Regions from separate parts of the Lactuca sativa genome. Here region 1 is linked to region 2. Evidence: chromatin contacts called from public Hi-C data. All regions are on one chromosome and are shown on one strand. The core of a region is the stretch at or near the end of the contact, and the rest is flanking DNA. Distances in the headings are between cores, read along the strand shown.

Region 1 (6,455 bases), core at 299-2,798, 160 kb after region 2:
CCCTTTTGTTATTGATCGATCATACAGAAAAATAAACAATGGCAGAGAGAAGCAAAGAAATCTGGTTATTGCTAAGTGAACTGATAAGAAACGAGAGTATACAAGAACTGATCAAAAATGGAGTTGTTGAGGGTCAAGCAATTGAAATTTTTGTCACAAACTTATTTCAGAATATGAAGCTTCTACATCACATGGGTTAGGTTAATTTATCTGAAGAACTCGATAACCCAAGCCCCACTTCCTTGCTTTGAAACCTGCAACTCAACCCTCTCCTTCAACTACTACATGTTATGTGAGGAAGACGATGCCCCTACTTGTAGATGAAAGCTCCGATCTGGTTCTGATATGGTTTCTTTGTCATCGAATCGTCATCTTCTCTATTTGTTGGCCATCATCTAATAAAACAAAACACACACACACATACATATTATACATACTGAGATCAAGTCGACTTCAACAACAAACGTAGCAGAAGGCATCACCGATTTAACTTTATGCCAACCAAAAACCGCTTTCTCCCCTATATTCTTCAAACTCACTGCAAGAGAAATCGAAGGTAGATTAAACAAATACATCTCACCAAACAACCCCTGTTTCGCTAATGATTTCCAATATGCCATTTAATCTCACAGATTCTTTAAAAAATTTTACACGTTAGAAACCTAAAATTGTCTTCAATGTTGCGCCAAGTAGGTAGGGATTTTAGAAGCGTACCTCTTAGGGATAAAATGGCTCAACGGGTATGATTGGGTAGATTATGATGAAATCCGATAAGGCGGTAGAGCAATACCATTTGAGAATTGCACCATAGATTGACTAGATTGATCTATTGTGTTCATCGATTAGGGTTTGGGAGACTTTGTATATGAAGGGGATGAACCATTTTTGGTCTAGAGTTGTTTTTTTTTGGGGGTTGTTTTCTTGTCAATCGAGTTTCAGTAAGTAAACAACTTGGATGAAGAACTCCATGACTGTTCTCTATAAACCACATCGTTGGAAACGAGTTTTAATCGGCCGATAACCGTTTAGGTGCTTGTTCGGGAGGTGGGCCAGGAGGGGGGGGAGAGAGAGAGAGAGAGAGAGAGAGAGAGAGAGAGAGAGATTTCTTAATTTTTTTAACTATCAAAATAGATAAAAAAAAAATGAAAGAAAAATGAAAAAGTAATACCTCAAGGGTATTTTAGTCTTTTCAGTTGTCCGAGGGACCAAATCTACAAGCAAACTATCTCAAAATAACCACCAATCCAAAAAAATCGTGGTTTGAACTAAAATTACAAAAAAAAAATACATACCATAAGGACTATTTTTGCAATTTTGTCTAAAATTAAAGAGTGAGTTATCCCAATACGTCCACTCTGGTCTCCAATTTTAAATCCTAAGATAATGTAACTGATTGAGATGCCCTAAATTTGGACACCAAAAAGACAAAAATGGAAGATGACAAAATAAGTAGATGGTTTGAACGGTTGTGATTAAGGATCGGTAAAGTTATACATGTAACAAGTGGTCGTGCGTGACATATAAGCATACCCGAGTACGGTTTTGCAATAAACAAAACCCACAAATCCCCATCCCTTATTTTATCAAATCAAACCCACATCTTGTCTTCATCCACCTTCCCTCCCTCCATTCAACCAGAGGGGGAAAGAAAGTACAATGGCAGCTATGCCCGGCAGCTGCTTGGAGTCCACTGGTAGTACCACCACCTCCTCCTCCCCCGTCAATAACATCGGAAAAAGTATCATGTTATTCGGTGTCCGATTGATGGAAGGCGGATCTTCCTTCAGGAAGAGTGCGAGCATGAATAATCTAGCTCAGTTCGACTGCCAGCCTCCAGATTCCAATACAGATGCCGCCGGCTACGCCTCCGATGACGTCATTCATCCTTCTGCTCGTTGCCAAGACCGGAAAAGAGGTAGTTGCATCGATTTAACGATATCAATACATGTTTTGTAATTTTCACGCGCCGATCGATTTTGATTTGAATAGGAGTGCCATGGACGGAGGAGGAACACCGGCTGTTTCTGGTGGGATTGAATAAGGTAGGGAAAGGAGATTGGAGAGGAATCTCAAGGAACTTCGTTAAAACTCGAACACCGACTCAAGTTGCTAGCCATGCTCAGAAGTACTTCCTCCGCCGGAACAATAACAATAACAGGCGTCGCCGGAGATCTAGCCTATTTGACATCACCACCGAAACGGTAATCCTCTTCATTTCTGTAATTATATAAAATCTAATGATTGACTAATGATTCTTCAATTTGATCATAAAATTTTCGCAATAACATGATTAATATTCATAACCGATTTGAGATTTTGATTAATACGAGTTGAATCAAAGATCACATACTATGATTGATGCTTCATATTTGATCAAACACAATTTCTATCTCTTGTATGTTGAATTTACAATTTCTTTTGCAAATTAAAAGTTTGTTGAATCATGTCTTTTGCTTTTAATATTGAAAAAAAAATCAGTTTTTATTATTTAAAAATAATTTTTTTTATCAAAACATTCGCTTCTTAAATACGTTTTGGATATTAACATGCGACGTGAGATTGATTCCTTTACCAAGTCTTGTTTTAGAATTAACTATGAAGGGGATAATTACCAAATTTATAAATTATCTTTAGATTTAGATTTTTGTGAATTTTGTAAACAATGATAAAACTATATACATTAAAGAATAAAAAAAACAAACAAATAAATAGACATAAATGCATTTATTCTACTAGACCAATCCATCATAAGTATCCCAACTACTATTGTAAAGAATGTTGTGGTGATTATTCCGTTATTGAATTTCGGCTACAAATATTTTAAACTATACATAATTGAAAAATATATAAATGTTGTAATTTCCACTTTACATAAATAAAACGTTGTTTAGATGATTTTTAACATGTTTTATACAGTGATCCATCATGATTACCACCTCTTAAGCATGTTAATCGGTGAAAAAAAAAGTTATCAATTTAATTTATTTATTACTCTTTTAATTGGCAGTATACAAACTCTTCACCGGAAGATGAGGAAAAACAGCCACTATCATTACTTCCGGCCACCACCGGAGATGATAATTCAGTGATGAGCCCATCGACACGTGTACTCATGCCCCCATCAACAAAAATGGCCAACCTTAACCTAAACTCAACCGAGGAGGAGGAGGAGATTGACCACCAACCCTCCTCCTTGGCGTTGACTCTACACCTCTCCCTCCAACATCAACCATCCACGTCATCCCCACCACCAACTAATAGTAATACCATGGCCAAGTTTCAAGATATTTCTGGTAGCTTTAATAACAATAGTGGGGATGCCAATACCATTATTAGTGTCGCATAGTTTGATCAATAAATAAATACATAATATGTGATTATTATTATAATAATACGTGGCGGGTGTTTGTATTTGTAAAAGTGGAAGACAAAAATAAAGACTTATGATAAGATTAACTAGGGTTTGATTTTAGGGATTATATAGGGGTGGTTAGCTATGTATAATGATGTTTGTTTGTATAAAAGGTTTATGATCAATTTTACTTTTTCCATTAATAAAATAAATTTCGCAGCATTCATCTCAATTTTTGTAAGAAAAAAGAAGGGCAAATGGATAAAAGGTTAATTCATCTCAATTTTCTAAGCCAATTTTCGTGGCTTAATTCATTAAGTCATCCTGACCAAGTTAAATACCATGGGGTTGAATAAACGTTATAAACAAGAGTAAACGACCGTTTTACCCTTTTAACTTAAAAGACAAATTTCTCAATATTCATCGAATTTTGGAAGAAAAAATGGGACAAATAGATGAAAGGTTAATTAATATCTCTCCCTATTGCCGATAGTTGAAAAACTGATTGATAAAATTTAACGTTTGGTAAAACTAATTGGTAAGCTAGCTGAAATATATAAAATTACATAAAATAACATTTAAAAGAAAATGTTTTCTATAATTAATTAAGGGGTACATTATAAAATGTTTTAAAAAAACTCATGAAAAGCTAATCTAAGTAGTTTTATAAAAAGTTAGCTTATAAGTTGCTTTTTAACTTGTCAAATATAACAGCTTAAAAAAGCTCGGGAAAAAAAAAAAAAACTAGCTGTGACGCACCAAATACAGCCTAAACCGGCTTCTTTGGCGGTTGTGATGCACCAAATATAGCCTAAACCAGCTTCTTTGGCTTTTATCTGACCATATTAAGTACAAAGTATAACTATCCAGATTAAATGCTTGACCCATTAAGTCGATGTTTTGGTAATTATCTAAAAGGCATAAAGAAGATGAGGAAAAGTAGAAAGTAAATGTGCAGTGGAAATTCGAAACAAAAGAATGATGATGTTAAGACAACATAACAACAACAACAACAACATGACAACAAACAACAAAACTGGTGTCTTGTTTTTCTGAAGGGGAAAAAAACATCTACAAGGTGGATTTGGATTACAAACAAGGCGAACCCTAATCCCAATTGGATTAGGAATATTTGAACTGTGATTACAAAAAATAATCAGGAGTCTTACGAGTGGTATCTGGTTCAATCTGCCTTGGTGCTGGATCAAATTGGAGAAAGTTTTGGTCCATATGTTCTCCTATCTCAAGAATCGCAGCCATATTCCCACATCTGTAACAGTAGTTTGGAGCACTGAACACAGTCACCACATTCTTTTCCTAAACACACAATTACAAAACAATCAATATTTATTTATTTTTCTTTTATCATATTTTATGAATATGAGGATCAATATAAATTACAAACCTGGCACCAGTTAAAACCCTCCATAACAAGCTGATGGGCTCTTGAAATGAGAGAGAGTCCATTTGTATGGTTAAACTGAGATGCGATATCTTGTCCAAATGTATAACCAGCGCCACGTGGCGAAATCCCCCACCCACATCTGTCATCTGGATCAGACCACAACAGATCACACATCGGTCCTTCATGTGGAACCTATAAATACACAACCAAAATCAATAACGATTAACAAGATTAAAGATTATAAAAGTGTTTGTTTATTTGTAAATTACTAAATTTTGTGATTGTACCTCTTGTATCCGGTCTAATGCTCGGATATTGTCTAGTGTATCAAGAGATGGTGAAAGTCCTCCATGCAAGCAGAACACCTGTGAATTCAATATGATGCAACAAAACAAATTTGTTAGATATGAGATCAGATGAAGGAGAAAGGAGAAAGGATACAAAAAAAAGACATTTGTAAATTGTAATTATTCAAACCTGGCTCTCGATAAGTGCTGTTAGTGGTAGGTAATCGAAAAGATCAGTGAAATGCTTCCATACATTTGCATTTCCATACTTTCTCAAACATTCATCATAGAATCCATATCTGAGTTTTCATCAATGATGTATGTGAGTGATCAATCAATAACAAAGTAAAGAAACAGTACGAGTAATTGAGTAAGCAATAATTGTTTTAGTATTACACTTGAGTGATCTGTCGACTCTCATGATTTCCTCTGAGAATTGTAAGTCTGTCTCTATAACGAACTTTTAGAGCCACCAAGAGTGTCACAGTCTCCACGGAATAATATCCACGATCTGTATGTAGTATTAACAATCTGATTACAACAGTATTAAACAAAGTAGTAAACTTACATCAATCATCAAACATCATTTCAAACTTGAAACAATAAATTCACGAAAATATCTGATAGTCAAGATCTACGTTTTCGGTGAAAAAGCTGAACTATCAAAAATTTCAATCTTCTGAGAAACTGAATCCGATTCCTAAAGTTAATCATCATGGAATGGAATAATCCGTCCCCCAAAGTTTTCAAAACCTCGCAAAGTCGTTCGTATTATAACAAAGACAGGAGATTGGAAATTTGAGATCTTACCAACGTAATCACCCATGAAGAGATAATTGGTATCGGGAGGATTGCCGCCTATCCGAAACAGCTCGATCAGATCGTAAAACTGACCATGGATATCGCCACAAACAGTAACGGGACATTTCACCGGCTGGACATTCCATTCCTCTACAAGTATGGCCCTAGCTTGATCGCAAAGATTTTTCACCTCCGATTCCGTCAACGGTTTGCACTCCATCAATTGCTCTATCTGCCGATCTACATCTGCGTGCGACGGCATTTTCCCCTCTCCTTTTTTCCGATCCAATATCCACAGATCGAGAAAATCGGGTCACAAAATTATATCCAAATCCCTAAAAATCGATAATTATACAAATCAAAATAAAAAACCGACCACATTCAACATTAAACAAGAAATCTAGGGTTTGATTTTGATATCATTTTCTGGTAAAATCCAGATTCGTCTCCATTGACTTCGAATTTCTCTCTCTCTCTCTCTCTCTCTCTCTCTCTCTCTCTCTAGAATTTGCAAAAAGAAAGCAAAAAAGCTTTTATGCACGTATATATAGATCTGTATGTAGCGAAAGCAAAAATACCATTTTACCCCTTGGACTTTTAATTTGTATCA
Region 2 (6,897 bases), core at 1,725-4,224:
AGTTGAAAGATAAAATTACTTTTTCTTTTACTCTTCATCAATAGTTTATATTTGAAGGTTATTGTTATCGACATCAGTTAGGCTATAAAACACAAAAGGAAATTGGTCCTTATGATAAAGATGTTAGAAGAATGACTTATCTGTATAACTAAAATCATCACACTTAAAGCCTCTGACATCAAGTAAATATGTAGCCCTAAAATCAGTTACACTTTTAGAGAAAATAAAAATTTTCATGAATTAACAATTCGAACCTAATATAAATAATCAAAGAAATGCATGGACCTTAGAGGAAAACAAAAAAAAACAAAGGAGAATGTGAGGCCTGACAAGAACGATTAAACAATAATCCAATTATTGAGCCACAAATCTAAAAAAACTTGAAATCATCATTCATCAACATACCTCGATATCTGTCAGCACCATCCGTGGTAAAAGTACTTACCTAGACCACATAACGGTGATGCATCAGCAGTCCATTTGGAATAATGATTCCAATAAGTAAATAAAATTAGAAGAAATTAGAAGAAAATAGAGGTTGTAGAAGAAAAGCATAATCTGAAATAAACAGCCAAAAACATTTTTCATCTGAAAACAATGCCCTCTGCTTATTGATGAGCAACTTCGTTACTTTAGATATGAGTTATGGAAACCTGAAAAAGTTTGAAGTAGAAGTTTTATATCCTGTTTAACTTGGACAATATCTGTGTAATGAACAATGATAAATTAAGCTTTTTTTTGTTGGAATAGGTTCTTAAATCACTAATGATTCTAAATTTTAAAGAGTGTTACGAACTTGTCAGTATCCACAATCTTTTGGATTATCCATGAAATCAATATATATCCTTTTGGAATGTCCAACTCTTGCAAATAAACAAAAAATAATAGACATTAGAGTGTAGAATGTAAACAATCATAAAAAGTACATAAAAGCTATAGCATAATCTTGATGTCTTGTTTTGATGATATATTAAAATGTGCATGAGATATTCATAAATCATACCTACAGGGATAAATGCAAAGTCTGCTATCCTTTGTTCAATGTCGCGTATAATTTTATCACTTCCCCTTCTCAAAAACGTCCCTGGGCTTATACGTAATCTAAAAAATAAAAGTGACGGATGTTATTAACTTGTCATAAAAAAAATCAGTTGTATTCATATGATATTATTCAACTGAAATATAAGTAAAAAGATTAAAAAAATGTCAGGACAAACCTGCTATCTTTGATTTGACCAGGCTTGCTATCAACAATTGTTGAGTTTTCCATGTGAGGGTTGGCATGATTTATCAAATAATCGCACTCTTCTTTTGACTGTTTCATAACATTAATCAGAGTCAATACTCAATGTTCAGTACTTCAGTATCAATTATATGTTATGTTCCTACCAATGTTGGTGTTTATTTTTGACATGATGCATTAAGTGCAACATAATAGAGAAAGCCAAGAGAATGAGACAAACAGAAAGTAATGGATAATTATGTGTGATATAGAAGCTAAAAGCCATATAAATATTATCTAGGAAAGAAGAAAGGCTACTCACCAAGATATTGTGATAAACAAAGGCTCTAGGCTTCCAAGAGAGAAATAATATATCGTCTCCACTGCCAATCCCTTTTACAGAAAAACTTCTCTGTAAAAAAATAACAGATTTATATTTAATATATTAAATAGAAGGAAAAAGAAAGGACAGCAGAGTACGGTTTCGATTTATGAGGAAAGGAAAACCAGGTTAATTTACCTCTGATGATACTGCAGATCGGAAAAACTCTTGTTGGGATTCTCTAGCGGCTCCATAGGCCGTTGGTCCCTCCTCGCAACCAAATCGAATCTATGACATAGCAAAAAATCAAAGAAAAGGAATCAGATGGAATCAAACTGAAGCACAATTTAACTTTTGTTTATTCACACAGACATTTATGCATTCAAAAGAATATAAGACAGAGAGAGAAGATGATTAAGAGCTCAGTGAAATCTTACCCAAACGGCAACAACTGTAGTCAATCTTCCCTTTGAAACGCAGTCCATCTTCCCTCTCGATATTTACAATCCTTTTTACAAACAAATTAAATTTAGAGATTGTTGTCTGCGAGAAGAAAAGAAAAAGAAACAAAATCCATGTAGAGAGAGAGTAAGCGACACACAGAGAGACCAAGAGTTTGTCACCGTCGACGACCCACCTCCTCTCTTGCAGTTGGTATGTCATCGGTAAATGCTTTCCCTCCTGCTAAATGCTTACTCGGGTTCCTCTTGAAAAGCCCTAAAACAGAACACGTATCAACCAGAGACGATGATTGGTCGAATTTAGGGTTGTTACCGGGAGTATACACGGAAGTGAAGTCGATGGATGAATAAGGCGAGTAGAGGTGAAGTCGATGGAAGAATAAGGCGATGGATAATGAGTTCCGATAAAATTAAAAAGGCGAAGATGAGGTGTGGGGCGTCAACCATCAAAACACGCAACACCCAAAATCAGACACCACCAACACAACAGACGTTGATTTTCTTAAAATCGAACCCAAATAGAAATACAAACAGTTGATTAGAACGTAAATCGTGCAAGAAATCAGAAACTTACATGGACGTGACTGTTGCCGGCGACAATACTCTCTTCGTCCTTGGACGGGGGAGGCAATGATTATTCTTGAAGACAGTAGAACAAAGCAGGTGGGTATTAAAAAGGGAATGTGTAAAAGATGATCGGAAGAAATTGGAGGCAAGGCCACCAGAAGGATGTAAATGAATTGAAAGGAATAGGTTGCGGTGGAACCGTGGAAGGAAAATGAAAGCGATGGAAGGAACCAGAAGGTAGAAGACGGATATTGATGGTGGAGAGTTAATCTAACCGGGAGGGAAACCTGATGAACAGTACTTGTATGCGGTAGTGTTAAACCGACCTCCTGAGATGAAGACACGTTGCTGCATGTTGGAAGACTTTGATTGGAAGTGAGAAACGGTGAATAACTGTGAGTAAAACATCTATTAGAAGGAAGGTTAGAGAAGCATATGAGTGGGTGAGGCTTGGTATGGACAGAGTTAATAATAATAATGCAACATCAGGCAAAAAAGAAGGACGAATTATGTCAATCCCTTAGCTAAGGGTAGACAATTTTAATATATTATATAATGAAAACGGTCGGTTTTTAGTGAAAGATAAAAATATTGGAGAAAATAACAACACTAGCCAAATTACCTAACTATTTTTCATTTAATAGCCAAAAGTTAGATTTTTAGTCAAAAATAGCCAACAAAATAGTAGCTAATTAAGGAAACCTACGATTTCGTCATAACCGGATTAAGTGAATTACGGTTTGTGGACAATTGACTACGAGTCCATCTAATGTTTGAGGGCCAGTAACCTAGAATATATAAAGTTGAAAATTTCAATTTAGGTAATTTTTTAGTGTTTAAAGTTAGATAAACGCTCTCAATGGTGACTCTGAACAACAACCAAGTATTTCTCGTAACTTTTTTTTGCTTAATGTAGTTTACTGTGAAATATATTAGTATTGTTTATATATATATATATATATTGCAAAAAACTAAAAAAAATGTGCAAACCGTAGGTGCGGTATGACGGTGTACAAGCTGATAATACACAAAATGTGCATTAGCAGTGTGTACACCGTAGGTGGCATACCGCACTTATGGTTTGCACATTTTTTTCTAACTTGTCTAGTGATATAGTTGTATGTAATCCATGGGATGACATTGGTGCCTTTGACCCATCAAACACCGGAAGGAGACTCACTTCAATCCGAGATAACTGAACACACACACACACAAACACACACCGCCGCAACCGAGATCCTCACACTGAACACAATCAAATTACCCCCGATCAATAATTAAGACAAAAATCCAATGGCCAAACCATATCCTATCCTAGCAATGGGTAAACGACCATTTTACCCTTCCCATATTTGATCCAGCAACCCAAGGCCCAAACCCCAAAAGACCCGAGGCCTAAAAGGCCCAAAATCAACTTTCTAGGAGTACTCCATGTGTACCAGATTGGTACGCCCCGTGTGCCTGATGTTGCACAAGGTACAACCTGCCAAAGCTTACAGACGTGAAATATTTGCATTACGCTGAGCGTACACATACGCACGCCCAACATACTTATCAGAGTGCCAAAACTCTCATTAAGCACTTAATGCTTAAGACCAAACGTCCAAACTTAGATCTAACCTCTAGATAAGGTCTTAAACCATAAAATTGGCAACTTTACTCCTTTGCATGTCTTAATGGGACCCAAAACCCATTTTTGTCCATCAATATCCATAATATGACCACCAACTTTATCATGATTCATCAAAACCCATCAAGATGACATTTTTATACACCAACAACTTCATAAATGATAAGATCTAACATTCTAAGATCCTAGAGTAGCCCATACTCACACGAATGACTCTAGGGAACATATTACACCCAAAGCAAGCCCTAGACTAGATCTAACACGTATAGTCATTAAGTTAGAAACTTTATACCTCCAGGAAGTTGATGAAGATGATTAGAGATTGGATCCTGAAGCCCCAAGCCAAACAATGCTTCTTACAATATCTCCTATTCTCCAAAGTCCACCAAAAACCACACAAAGGTTTGAAATTCACACAAGAGAGGCTAGGGTTTCAAATTTAGTGTTAAGGTTGATGGATGTTGAAGATAATAGGGTTTCCACATAAGTTAAGGCCTTTAAATAGGGTCCAAGACCCTAAATTAGGGTTTGCACCTGACTGGAGTACACCCTGCGTATCACTGGTACGCCCAACGTACTCCAAGGCCATGCGCGATCCATTCGAGCTAGTACGCCTCACGTACACGCTGTACGCCCAATGTACTAGGCTTAGCCAAAAAACCTCTTAACTTCCGAAGGCCATAACTTCTTCGTTCTAGGTCCGATTTCGACGATCCTTATACAAATAAAGGTAATGAAAAGCTCTACAATCCTATCAATTTTCCTTTGCCTTAAAACTTTCCGAACTTAATTCCAAAATTCATAAAAGGCCCAAACTATCACTTTACTGTTATACCCTCTGGCTCCAAAGCACAAACTGAACTCTCAGATCTCCTAATCTACATTATCCACATCCAAAGGGGTCTAAATCTCCCTTTCCCCAATGCCCAAAGCCTTATGATGACTGATCTTCGGTTCATGGCCCCGAATTAGGAAACGATTCGAAACGGGGCGTTACAACAATTCTTGCACCGAAAAATGAAGTCGTTTAAGAAATAACGATCGTTTGTTATCACTATTTTTGGGAGTTGAAAAAGAATGCTTAAGTTCAGATAGTATTTGTCATTCAGACTATGTTCACGTTAACTTTGATGAAAGTTTATACCCGCTTGATGTTTTAAATGGTCTTAAACCATCAGGTTTGCCAATTCATACGTTGGTATTAAAAGTCAATGTTCCATTTATGTTACTTAGGAATATTGATAAGGGTTGCGGTTTGTGTAATGGAATAAGGCTAATAGTTATAGTATTGGATAATCGTGTTATAAAAAGTAGAGATAATATCCAAAAGTAATATAGGAAACGTACATTTATTCCAAGAATGTATTGACGCCTTCTGATAAAAGGATTCATTTTACATTTCAAAGAAGACAATTTCCACTAATTGTATGTTTTGCAATGACAATAAACATGATTCAAGGACATTCACTATCGAAAGTGGGTTTGTTTTTTAGACAACCGGTATTCACTCATGAGCAATTATATGTTGTATTGTCGAGAGTTCAAAACAAAGATGGATTAAATATATTAATTTTAGACAAAGATAGTAAACTAAACAATACAACATCTAATGTTGTATTCAAAGAAGTCTTTGAAAATTTCTGATTCATAAACATTATTAATTTACAATATCTCAATAATTTATTTTATTAGTATATATTCAATTAGCTACTGATTAAGCATTTTGTTTGTGTTTGTGTAAACTTAATAAGTTTATATAAATATATGATAAACTTACCAATACGACATATGTTGTCCTATATTGATATACTTAATTCATTAATTGTATCGGTTGAATATTTAATGCTTACAACTTTATATTAAACTTTTATTTTTAATAAACCGGTGTGGTATACGAATCTCACACCTAGTAAAAAAAATATTAAATGGTATTTGATTTCTCCTACCAATAAAAATATTAAATGGTATTTGATTTCTCCTACCAATAACTCATCCAAATATTAGCACCCCCGTATGAGCCTCTTGAGATCCGTATGAGCCTCTTGAGATTATATCTAATAACAACTTCATCAGTAGTCCAACCACCCACATATGCTTCACATCTCAATATTTTTAAACCACAAACATAAACATTTTATTTTTTAAAAAACTTTAATTTAAGAAAACATATTATTAAGAGTAAATATGGTTTGATTAAAATTGCATGTTTGGTCCTTCACTTTTATTTTACACTCGGATCATCCCTATGGTTTGATTTTGTTGCGTTTTTCGTTCCTATGGTTTAGTCAAAATTACACATTTGGTCCATAACTTTATGTATGCAAGGGACGAAAAACGCAACAAAATCAAACCAAAGGGACGATCCGAGTGCAAAAGAAAAGTTAAGGGACTAAACATGCAATTTTAACCAAACCATAGGGACGATTTCAGTAATTTACTCTGTTATTAATACTTGTATATTTTAAAGGCCTTTTGTTTTATTATGTAACGTATGAATAATAAACAACCAAAACATTAAGATCTCAAAACAAATATGAACAACAATTTCAAACAAAATATTTATTTTTCTTTGAAGTATTATGAGCACATTTCTTTATTCAAGTAGCAATTAACATTTAACGATCCAAAAAGTAACAAAGAAAAATTAAACTAAATAAGCTTATTTTAAGTGACAAAGAGTTTCATCTGCTAAATA

Evidence for each region. Hi-C and Micro-C count contacts between places; a contact is called where the count stands out from the background.
Region 1: a contact with region 2 is called in a Hi-C map of leaf, with 3 times the contacts expected there. The contact joins the promoter of LOC111888367 here to the promoter of LOC111888334 in region 2. A contact is called at or near these places in 3 of 4 Hi-C or Micro-C datasets (bud, leaf and seed).

Annotation. Positions count from the first base shown.
Region 1 is chr3:68,086,458-68,092,912 of Lsat_Salinas_v11, forward strand. It overlaps LOC111888367 (transcription factor MYB1R1), which reads left to right and starts at 1,549. Exons shown (of 3, transcript XM_023884555.3): 1 at 1,549-1,915; 2 at 1,990-2,201; 3 at 3,008-3,584. The coding sequence starts at 1,657. The coding sequence ends at 3,346. LOC111888341 (serine/threonine-protein phosphatase PP2A-2 catalytic subunit) reads right to left here and starts at 6,362. Exons shown (of 6, transcript XM_023884533.3): 1 at 5,855-6,362; 2 at 5,441-5,555; 3 at 5,235-5,343; 4 at 5,045-5,122; 5 at 4,758-4,949; 6 at 4,283-4,669. The coding sequence starts at 6,107. The coding sequence ends at 4,496.
Region 2 is chr3:67,928,877-67,935,773 of Lsat_Salinas_v11, forward strand. LOC111888334 (probable prolyl 4-hydroxylase 3) reads right to left here and starts at 2,975. Exons shown (of 8, transcript XM_052769278.1): 1 at 2,182-2,975; 2 at 1,982-2,052; 3 at 1,743-1,832; 4 at 1,545-1,634; 5 at 1,218-1,315; 6 at 1,008-1,101; 7 at 406-445; 8 at 1-196. The coding sequence starts at 2,029. The coding sequence ends at 78.